Linked DNA regions of Mus musculus: region 1 is linked to region 2. Evidence: chromatin contacts called from public promoter capture Hi-C data. All regions are on one chromosome and are shown on one strand. The core of a region is the stretch at or near the end of the contact, and the rest is flanking DNA. Distances in the headings are between cores, read along the strand shown.

Region 1 (5,624 bases), core at 2,083-4,582, 420 kb after region 2:
TATTTTAGAAAAAGAAAAGAAAAGCTGGCAGGATGAGTCAGAGGCTAAAGCCCTTACCACAAAGAGCTGACAACCTGAACCACATAGAGATGCAAAGAAAAAAAACCAGCCCCACAAAGCTGTTCTCTGAGCCTCACATGCATGCCTTGCTGTGTGCTCACATGATGATAAACATAATAATGGTAGTGATGATGATGATGATGATGATGATGATGACGATGATGATGATGATAGCCCTCACCTAAGGTCCTTTGCCTGTGCTGGATCTCCCTTCTCCACCATCCCTTCCAGACCACTGCCCCCCTACCCTGACTCCCTACCCCACCCCCATCCACCACTCCACCCCCCACCCCCACAGCACAGCAGGTCCTGATGGCTACTGCATCCCTAATTCCTTCTGGCTGGATGACAATGAAGCTCTTCTTCACACCCACACCCAAGGCTAAGGAGTCCCAATGGAGGCTGTGGAAACTCCGCTCCTGGTCTCCAGGGCTAAGCCTAGAGCCCACCATGGTCGAGAGAAGGTTCTAGAATGTGTGGATAAGATTGGAGTCTTGGGGCAACTTTTTTGTCTCAGATTTTCCCAATGGGGCTGGGAAGGTGCTATGGTAGTTAGCAATCCAAATTGCTGTTGCAGAGGGTCCAGGCTCAGTGCCCAGCATGCCGTCAGGTGTCTCACAACTACACCTAACTACAGCTCCGGAGGACCCAACTCCCTCTGCTGGTCTCCACATCCACCTGCATTGCATGCACTCACATAACCACCCCATGTATACGCGCACATAGACACATCATTAAAAGTAAAATAAAAATCACTTTTAACTGCTCAGTCATGTCCAGACCCCTACCCCACAGAACCTATAGGATAACAGATGTGAGGGGTTTTAAGATGCTAAGTGCCTTTGCCAGGACAAACAGGTCAACAGCTAGTCTCTAAACGCACCATGGTGTGAGCAGTCTTCCCTGTCCTCTATCTCTTTGTTGTAGAAATTCTCCACAGTGGGATCCTGCCCAATGCCTTGGGCTGCCTCTGTCCTGGTAGGGTGTGAATGATCCAGAGTCAGAAGGCTGACTCTCCTATCCCAGAAGGACTCTGAGGCTCAGTGACTGGGAAGCTGCCTGTCCCCCCTTCATGCCCAAGCCTGTGCCAGGGCCCAACAAGGGCCTGGGGCTCCTGAGCCCCAGCCTGCCTCCTTCCGGGATGGGGGACCCTGTCAGTTCCCATGTAGGACTTGGTGGGGGAACATGATTGGAGAGAGAGAAGAGTGGCAGGAGTCTCACTGCAAGCCGCCTCTGTCCCTTCAGCTCATCACTCTGAGGACAAACCCTGACGCAGCCACTCAGAACAGGCGATTCCAGTTCACACAGAACCAGAAGAAAGAAGATTCGAAGACCTCCACCTCAGTCACCAGCGTGAACCAGGCGAGCACGTCACGCCTGGAGGGACTGCAGTCAGAAAACCACCGCCTACGAATGAAGATCACAGAGGTACGTCCACAGCTGGAGACCTCCGATCCTCCTGTCCCTTCCCTCTACCTGGTCTCCAAACAATCCCTGCTCCATAGTCCTCTAGAACAGCCCGGGTCATGGCAACAGGGAGCTTAGCACATCCGACCCAAACTTAGCGCCAATTGGCCTAGACAGAGTCCAACAGTCCCCAATGTGTTCAAAAAGAGACAAAACTTGGGAGTATCTGCAAGGAGGACCCCCATACCCACCCCCCCAATGCTCAGCATGGTAAGAGAGTACAAAGATAAGCTTCCCCAGAGTGGCTGTGCTGTGGTGAACCTGTCCCCCAGTTCTGAATTGCTTCTTGAATAGTCCAGAGAGGGCATAGCCAGGACACTTCATGTCTAAGCCATACCCCAGATGAGGTCTCACTCTCACGTCCTAGGGTTCTGACTGAACCTACACCTGGGCTGAGTCAAGTTAGGGTGCTGGCCAAGCAACAGCAACAAAGAGGTCTCAAAAGCAGATAGCCCCAAAAGAGGGGCTGGAAAAGGAGAGCCATGAGGCCAGCCTGGGCTACTATCTGAAAAATGAAAGTGCGTTTACTTCTCCCTTCCCTAGTAGCCATGAGGACTGCAGTCACGGCTGGGCGGGGTCATTTGTGGGGTGGGGCTTCTCTTCTGCTTCCTGCTATTCCCCAGGCTCAGGAGGATGAAAACATGGCCTCAATCTCAGAGAGAAGAGACACAGAGAGCCCACATAAGAAATCACCTCTTAAGCAAGTGACACACACACACACAAACACACACACATACACACATATACAAGCATGCTCACACACACACATACACACATACACACACACACACACACACAAGCATGCTCACACACACATGTTCATACACATTCTCTCTCTCGCTCTCTCTCTCTCTCTCTCTCTCTCTCACACACACACACACACACACACACACACACACACTTTGCATACAGTTTGGCTCTGATTCTCTGTGCTGCCAAAATTTTCATGAGCTCATTTAGCCTCAGAGCACAGAGGAGACTGGGAAATGTAGCCTCTTGCCAGACCCTTTGCAGGGGGCAGAAGCTGGTAGCTAGATTGGATATGAGGTGACCAGGTATTTCTTAATTTCATATAAACTAGCAATCGTGTTTTCAGGGTGTATATGAAGGGGCCTCGGAGTCAGCACAGAACACACCCAGCACAAAGGAGATTATCACCCCAGAGGGCCGAGCTAGGGGCTGCCTCTGGATCTGGCAAAGACAGCAGCAGGTGTCTCTGCAGGAGTGGTTTTCAAGAAGAAAAGGGGAAGTCTGTGCTGGGATGAGTTGGTAAATTCTAATTGAACATTTTAATCAGCATAGACAAGTAACGAATTTTAATTTCTGGACTTTGGTGTTTTGATAACTGGACCTTAGTGTTTTAGTCAGGCAAAGAAAGTGCCCAAATAAGGGAATCAACCTTGATGGCTAGCTTTAGGGATGTAATCCAGTGGTTTAACAAGAGGCGGAAGGAGAGAGGAGAAGACCTAACATGCTTGCAGGCTTGGGCTTGTTAGAGATCCCTTCAGAACCCTGCTTACCGAGTGCAGGCAGTACCTAAACCACAAAGAGGGCTTTTGCTCTCTGAGGGTTAAACTCCACAGGACTCCTGCATTTTCCTTTGCTAGATCCAGCAACCTCAGTGGGGTCATAGAACCAACCCTGCCACACCGAGAGCCGACACACTCGTTTCACACCCCTGAAACAGTTTAAGATGGGGCTTCCTCCACCAGCCTCTGTGGCAAAGAAACCATCAGTTTTGCCGCTCTGAGCCCACTGCTAGTTCATCAGACATCTATAGCAAGCAATGACACAGCACCGGACTAAGCCCTCCACTTCCTTCCAGCAGCATAATCGCCCACTGCTGAGAGGCCCAGTGTGGCTTTGCTTGCCCTAGAATTGAGCCTTAATCGACGTTCCATTGGACCAATCCTCGGCTCCCAGCCCTGCCACTGCATAGCACAAATAAGAGTAGTGGTTTGTTTTTTCATTCATGTAGAAACTTAGTAGGCAGCAGCTTTGCCCCGACCTCAGAAGAGTGACTCACAGTTAATAAAACTCCCTTGTTGTTCTATAACTGGATACCCACTAGCCATCCCAATGTCCGCTGTCCATCACCCACACACACTTCCCTGGTTTTGCTCTAATTCTTCTGTAACCTAAGCATAACTGAGTCTCATCCTGCTCGGCTTCCCCAGGTAACCCAGCTGGCTGGAAACTGTATAGGGCTCAGGGATGCAAAGCTCTGCCTGGGAGTCTCCTGGATGGGTCTGCTGAGAAGCTGTAATGATAATTCTGATAGTCCTCTAGCAGCTGGTCCCCTCCTTATGTCAGGCACCGGGATAAACGCCCCATGCATCATCTCACTGAGCCTTCATACATCCTATGAGGCGGGTACTGTCATGTCCTTGTGCCACAGATAGAGGCTGAGACTCACACGCCCTGTACGGAGCCAGGAAGTATAGCCTGTCTTCCCTTGGCCTCAGCTGGCCTCTCTGCTTATCCCTGCTCCTTCCTTGCCTCTTGGTCTTCCTTGGACCTACTCAAGACTCAAGCCCAGACAAATCATGTGACTGCCAACCTCTGGTCCATCTCATCTCAGCTCCTGCTTGAATGAGTGCAACAAAGTCCTCTGGATGCAGAGGCCATGACGGGTAGTGATGGCTAACACCTTTAATCCCAGCATCCGGAAGGCAGAGGCAGGCAGATCTCTGAGTCTGAGGCCAGCCTGATCTACAGAGTGAGTTCCAGGACAGCCACGACTACACAGAGAAACCCTGTCTGGAAACACCAAAAGGGGTTGGGGGAGATGCAGGGGTCGAATCCCAGGGGCTGGGACCAGGAACTTGGTCTCAGATGGAATCTTGTCTTCCAGCTGGACAAAGACTTGGAAGAAGTCACCATGCAGCTACAAGACACACCAGAGAAGACCACATACATCAAACAGAATCACTACCAAGAGCTCAACGACATCCTCAGCTTGGGCAACTTCACAGAGAGCACAGGTGAGCAGAGGCAGGGCCCAGAGATGGGACCCGAAGCCATGAACACAGACAGACAGACAGACAGAGCTGAAGGCCCTGGACCCTCGTCTCCTGCCTACACACCTCTGTTCAGAGTCTTCTTCTCCCGTCCTTCAAGTTTCCACCCTCAGACGCCATATCTGCTTGTTCACAGCAGAGCTGGTGCCCCAGTGTTCTGACAGGGACACACTTTTTTCCCCTCCTTGGGCCACAGGGGATGACTGATATTTGCTTCACACCTTAGGAAGCATCTCAGGTAGCCGGGCGTGGTGGCGCACGCCTTTAATCCCGGCACTCGGGAGGCAGAGGCAGGCAGATTTCTGAGTTCGAGGCCAGCCTGGTCTACAGAGTGAGTTCCAGGACAGCCAGGGCTACACAGAGAAACCCTGTCTCGAGAAAAAAAAAAAAAAAAAGAAGCATCCCAGGTGTGTACGGGAGGAGAGCAGCCAGACGGGTGTGCTAGGATGCTGGGCCCTCTGACCAACCACATGAGAACAGGTCACTATGACATGGCCCACTCTATCTATCTCTTAGCAAAAGCCAGTGTGAGCAGGACATATGGAAGAGTACATTCGTCTGTGATGTTGGAAATCAGGCTGAGCCTCTCCAAATATGAAGCGTTAAACCCCTTGAGGTAGCACTTCCCAGCAAGAAATGTATCCATGTGGGCACCTAACTGTTCACTGTAACATTATTGATAGATGAGAAAGGCTTCCACTAGCGTATGTGTACATCAGTTAAAGCGACTTCATCAGTTATAAAACGGTCAAACAGAGCACATTGTAAAGCCACTTAAAGGTGAGATAAGGGATAATGAAGTAGCTGAGTGACAGAGTGTGTGCTTATCTTGTTAAAGGGGCTGGAGAGGTGACTCAATGGCTAAGAACAATGCTCTGAGAGGACCTGAGTTCAGTTCATGCACCCACATTGAGCAACTCATAACCATCCATAGGTTCAGTTCCAGGGGATCTGATGCCCCCTTCTGGCCTCCTCGGGTATCTTCATACCTATGGAGCACGTAAACTCACACACACACACGTACATGCACACACACACATGCATACACACAAACATGTATACACACATGCATATGCA
Region 2 (5,794 bases), core at 1,153-3,652:
AAAATTCCAGAAACAAATCAGTTACAAAAGGAAGATTGTAAACCTCCTCAAATACTGTAATAAAAGCTTGCCCTTTCTATGAGGTGAGTCATTCATCCCCTTCCTTGTCCAGTGTATTCACACTGATCACCAACACGCCATCGTCACTGACCACCAACACACCGTCGTCACTTAGCAGCCATCTTGTTGCAGGACTTGGTGCTACATCACAGTGCGGTATCACAGTGCTTAGTATACATAAGGTTTGGTACCACGTGAGAAGTCAGACATCTACTAGGATCTGGAAGCTGCTCCCTGAGAATAAGGGGGCGGAGGGTAGGACTATTATGCGGTATTAGTGAGACTCCCTTGCAAGGCCCCGGCACTGCTAACCATATGGAGGCTGTGCCTCAAAGACTGTCCTGATCCAGACATACACAGCTCCAGTTTACCTTTTTCTCAGGCTAGCCGAAACTAATGGGGCAGGCCTGAGTCAGAGGCAAGGCCCATCCTGCTGGGTTGGATTAATTTCCAGGGTCAATGGCACAGCAGGATCTAGTCTCAAATCCCGGCAGGACACAAGGCAGCTGCATCACCATGGAGACAGGAAACCATAAGCCCCACAGGTCATCTAAAGTGTTTCAAAGAGATATTCACAACTCCTAACCATAAAGGAAATTGGATCCGGAGAAGAATAACTTTCCAGCCAAATGCAGATGACACGAAGGGGCAGTCGAGGAAAGAGGAAGTAAGCAGGACAGGGTGCTCCCAGGTACATGCTGACTATTAAGTCTGAGGCGGCATTCCTTCAGCCCACTTACACAGAGTGTACAGACTAACCCTCATCGGTTCCCTAGTTGGCAAACAAGGAAACTGAGGCCAAATCAACTAAAGACTGAACCCCACTGTCGGAGACCGCAGAACTAGTGAGCAAAAGACCTGACCTTTCAAAGAGCTGAAGCTGCCTGAGGCACTGGGTAGGAGTGGAGAATCCCTGCCAATCCCAGCAATTTTGACTCGGAAAGAGAGTGAAAAGGGCTTCGGGCAAAGCCATTGCGGTAGGTGAGAGAAATTCAGTTAAATCTGTTAAACTCTCCCTGATGGAGGAAGGGGCACAGCAGACCGCATCTCATCCTCTCGCAGGTCAGTGTTGCCTATGCCCTCTGAGTCCATTTCCAAACTGGAAAAAAAAAGAACTGTCAAGGCCTGGAGAGTAGAATGTGGCAAGCGCCTGATAATCACACCAGGCTGGCCCTGTGGCTCTAACCAGGACCCCTTTCTGAGTTCTGTTTTCCAGGCAATCTACCGAGCTCAAGTGGGAACTAAAAGTTCTGTAACAAATTTAAAGGGTGGAGGCGTCTGGGAGACTGAGGGTAAAGGTGGCAGCAGCAGCTGCTGCGGGTGTTTGCTTCCTTGTCTCTCACCTGTTGAAAAGCCAGCAGCTTCAACAGGAACTAGGCTCTGACTACACAGGATCTGCCCTGCACCACCTACAAGAGTGTGCTCGGCTGGACTCAAGAGTCACAGGCGCCCTTCCCACAAACCTCTTCTTCCCACCGCCCTCCACCCAAAGCTAGGACTTCAACAGCCAGAGAGAAAGGGAGGCGGCTCCGGGCCTCGGGCACGGCCATTGGGCATCTCGATGGCTCTGCTCTATCCCTGGGCAACAGCACACCCACACCAATGAATGGGGTCAGCCCTGTGCTAGTCGCCGTCAGCTCTCCGGAGTCACAGCCACACCCACAGTCCTAACTGCCCCCACAGGCACGAAGTAGGGGTCTCTTCAGTGTGTTTAACTCGAATCTCACCCTGTCCCGACAGAATGACAACTTTGAGGTGTCTGATTCAAGGGACCACTCAGTTACCAGTTTGACTTTCTTAGGTTCGTTCTGATTTTTTTTTTTAACTTTCCCGCCTCTTCGCCCTCTAGATACGCCCCACCACCACCCCCGCTCTGCACCACCTCCTCCCGAGAAGGATGCTGCGTCCCACGCGCCAGTGCTCCGCGACTACTCACAGAGGGTTCCAGCGCTCGGGCAGTCGGCGGTGCAGCGAGATACGGTCGCTCAGATAGATGTTGATCTGGTGCTGCTTCACGCTCTCCTCCTGCAGCCGCAGCTCCTCGCCCTGCAGCTGCAGCCGCACCGCCTCCCCATGCGCTCCCAGAGCATCGGCGGGCAGCGGCGGCCTGGGCAGCACTGGCTCGTGACGCCCGGGGAGAGGAGTCCGCGGGGGTCCCGGGTCCACCGTCCCCGACCTGCTTCGAGCCCGCAGCAGCGCGCCCAGCCCTGCCAGGGCCAGCAGTGCCAGCAACGCCTCCCGGCCGCGCCGCAGCCCCCGCGGGCAGCGCCTCCTCACCGCACGCCCCCACATGCACCCGCTAGCTGCACCCCGCGGCCTCGGGCCGAGGCTGGACCCGGATCCCGGAACCGCGGTCGCCCCGCCCCCGGCCCGCCCCACCTGCGCCCCGCCCTCTTCCTGGCTGCTGCCTCCCGCGCCCACCTGCCTGTGCCCACATGAGAGAGCAGAGAGCTTGGCGACCCTTGCGGCGTGAGTGTGGGCTGAGCACAGCGCTCTGGGCGCTATGGGGACCCTTCCTTGAACTTACGTGACACTAGCACTATCCCGGATGGAAGGTCCTTAACCTTAGCCACTACGTGTTCAGGATGTGCTGGCCAAGACTCATGAAAGCTGCAGGCGGCTCTGTGCGGTACTCAGTGGCGCCTAGAATAACTAACTGGAGCCCATGGTTTTCCAAGCTATGTTTTTCAGTCTTTGCTTTAGGGACACCTACACTCCGCAGGCCCATCACACACACACACACACACACACACACACACACACACACACACACCATCCTTTCCTGTAATGTATCAGGTTTGGCTCAGGGCTTATAGGAGAAAAGGGGAGCCACGGGGCCCTTGCTTCGAAGCTTGAAGGACAGAGTTCCATCCATCCCCACATGGTGAAAGGAGGACTCCCTCAAGTTGTCCTCCAACCCCCACGTGTGATATAGACACTTGTGTATACATACATGCATACAGATAAAAGTTTTAAATTTAAAGTTTAAATCAAAAATGTGTTGCTGTATCATAGTCGGAATCTCAAGTAACCCAGGCTGGCCTCCTTTCCTGAGTCCTAGAATTACAGGTCAGTGGTACCAAGCCTAGCTAAATAGTGTCTCCAGCCCCAGCCCCTGATGTTGACTGAAATATGGTCTCACTCTGTAGTCCTGGTTGACTCTAAACTTTCTACATAGCCCAGGCTGGCCTCTAACTTTTAGGAATAAAATGTCTTCAGTAATTTACACAAACTGCCACTTTTACCTTTAGTTGTGGGGGGAGGAAGGAGCCAAGCTAGGCTGGTGCCTTTGCAAATTCTGTTCCTGCACCCACTTGCCTTGCCCCACCTTACCAACTCTTCCTGAAGCCTTCAGCCACTGCAGCGTTTTCAGGATGGCTTATTATTATTATTAATTTTGCCACTAATAGCACATTTTCACGGCAGAAGTTTTTGTGTAATTCTGGGTGTATATGTATATAAAACCAGTATATAAATCAACCACTTACTTATAGTAAGTCATAAAGAAACTCATTTTAAAACAATCTTTAAAATACATATAATTTTACTATTAATAAAAGAAAGCCGTTTACATGTTAAGATGGATGGACTTGCTTATTTTTATATAAAGACTTAAATTAAGGCTAAGCATTTGATACTACAGGACACAAACCATCGTCATAATTTTCAGAGTTGATTGATAATTTCATTTTAAAAATCCCAATGCTGGGAGTGCCATTTCACATAAATGTGTGGTGCCAGGTAGCAGAACTATATTTTGGAGTGTTGTTTTGAAATTCTGCCCCAGTCCCAAGAAAATTTGTTTTTAAAGATTTATGTTGGTGCTGTAGAGATAGCTCAGCCATTAAGAGCACTGGCTGCTCTTCCAGAGGACCCAACATCTACTTGGCAGCTCACAACTGTCTGTAATTCCAGTCCCTGGGGATCTGACACCATCTTCTGGGTGCCCTGGGCACTGTATACACATGGTGCATTTATATACAAATATGTATGCATATGTATTCATATGACATATAATATCTTATATATGTGTGTGCCTTATATATGACAGACACTCATACATATAAGATAGAAAAATAAAATCTCCAGTTTTTAAAAAATTTATGTGTATGTGTGTGTGTGTGGGTGTGTGTGAATGTGTACCTCATATGTGGGAGTGTCAGTGGAGGCCAGGAAAGAGCATTGGGTCCCCTGAAGCTAGAGTTGCTGGTAGCTGTGAACTGCCCCACGCAGGTGCTGGGAACCCCAACTCTAGTCCTCCGCAAAATCAGCAACCACTGTGGACCACTGAGTCATCTCTCCAGTCTCTGGAGCCAAAATCGACTTAATGATCTTTTTTCTATGAATCAAAACTCAAACAGCTATTTTAAAAATCAAACACCTTTACACAATGCAATCCACTTAATACTTCCATACTGACGAATGGGCAGTAAGGGACTTGGTTTCCCATAAGAAACTTTTGTTTCTGTAAAAGTGAAAACTGTATGTTCAGTAAAACAAAAAACAAACAAACAAGCAAAAGAACACTGTGGTTCACATCATACAATAGTCTCAAGTTTGAGTTGAGGTGGGTTCAGGCAGCATCACCAGCATTGCAAATTATGATGGCTCACAGCACAAAGCACACACAGTGCGTGTTCAGAACGGAGGCTGCAGTAAAGTCACTTGATATAACACAGGCCACCAGAAAAACATGGGATTCCTTACATTTTATGTTGAATAGATGTTTGCTCTTTGCGTTTTACTATTGCTAATTTTTTCTTGGTTCCCCACATTTAGTTATGTCACCCCATATGGGGTGCAGACCGATACTTTCAGGCTGAGTTTTAGGCTATTGTATTTTATAACAGCATGAAACAGAATTAGGGAAAGAGAGACTAAGTCATTCACTATAAGGAAGAACAGACTATGGTAGATGCTGGTTGGTCAATCTGAAATCCACATGGTGGGCCGTCAGGGTGGTCTGGACTTCTGGCAAGCTCGGACTGGCTCAGGCTCACCCGGATGCCCTCCATATCTCTTTCCACAGAAGTAGAGATAATCTAGCACTTGCTGACATCACCTGGCTATGGGACCCGATGCACAGAACTATGTCGAATTCACACCTGCCCTTCCAGCAGAAAGAACTAACGTGGGGGCCATATCCATTCTAGAACTCCAGATCGACTCTGCTGCACACTTGAGATCCCAGGCTGAAGGAGGAAGATCCCAAGTCCCGGTAGAGCACGGGATCATGGGTACATCATGAGACCCCGGGTCAAAGCGAAAAAAACCAACAAAAGCTAAAACTTGGGATGGAGGCAAATGGTGCTTAGCTTCTGGCTGGCTCCAAAGGGCACACTCAGCTTCTGTAATGGCATTAATCCAGGGAGAGGGCTCTGAAGCAGGATGAAGCCTGGGCAAGTGCAGGGAGACTCTGCTTCCAAACATGACAAGCAGCCAGGCGTGGTGAAGCGTGCCTAGAAGCCCAGCAGCAGTTGGGAAGCGGAGTAAAGATCATTCTTGGCTGCAATGTGAGTTTTAGAGGCCAGCCTGGGCTACATATAAGGCCTTATCTCCTGGGGAAACACACACACACACACACACACACACACACACACACACACACAGACACACATGTATATATATCAGGCAGGAAGATGACAAGCAGGTCATCTGTCAGTCTCCTGAAACCAGGACATTGATATTTACTACGTGATACTTGGAGCTTCCTATTTAATTTAAACATCAGTGC

Evidence for each region. Promoter capture Hi-C pulls out the DNA fragments that hold promoters and counts their contacts.
Region 1: a contact with region 2 is called in a promoter capture Hi-C map of hematopoietic stem and progenitor cells, with 2.9 times the contacts expected there. The contact joins the enhancer-like site here to the promoter of Galnt12 in region 2. A contact is called at or near these places in 10 of 39 promoter capture datasets (the 3T3-L1 cell line, embryonic stem cells, epiblast stem cells and 5 more), 5 of 115 datasets of contacts at active chromatin or transcription factors (bone marrow-derived macrophages, forebrain, large pre-B cells and 1 more) and 1 of 9 other capture datasets (adipose tissue).

The regions. Positions count from the first base shown.
Region 1 is chr4:46,673,334-46,678,957 of GRCm38.p6, reverse strand. It overlaps Gabbr2 (gamma-aminobutyric acid (GABA) B receptor, 2), which reads left to right. Exons shown (of 19, transcript NM_001081141.2): 16 at 1,306-1,488; 17 at 4,382-4,511. Among named protein-coding and RNA genes, the nearest start is that of Tbc1d2, 26 kb to the right of the region's middle. Within about 2 kb of position 3,332, at least 18 of the 459 cell types and tissues checked have an H3K27ac peak or open chromatin away from gene starts, as enhancers often do. A contact at or near this core is called in hematopoietic stem and progenitor cells, where this site is marked.
Region 2 is chr4:47,088,531-47,094,324 of GRCm38.p6, reverse strand. Galnt12 (polypeptide N-acetylgalactosaminyltransferase 12) reads right to left here and starts at 2,402. Exons shown (of 10, transcript NM_172693.4): 1 at 1,997-2,402. The coding sequence starts at 2,352.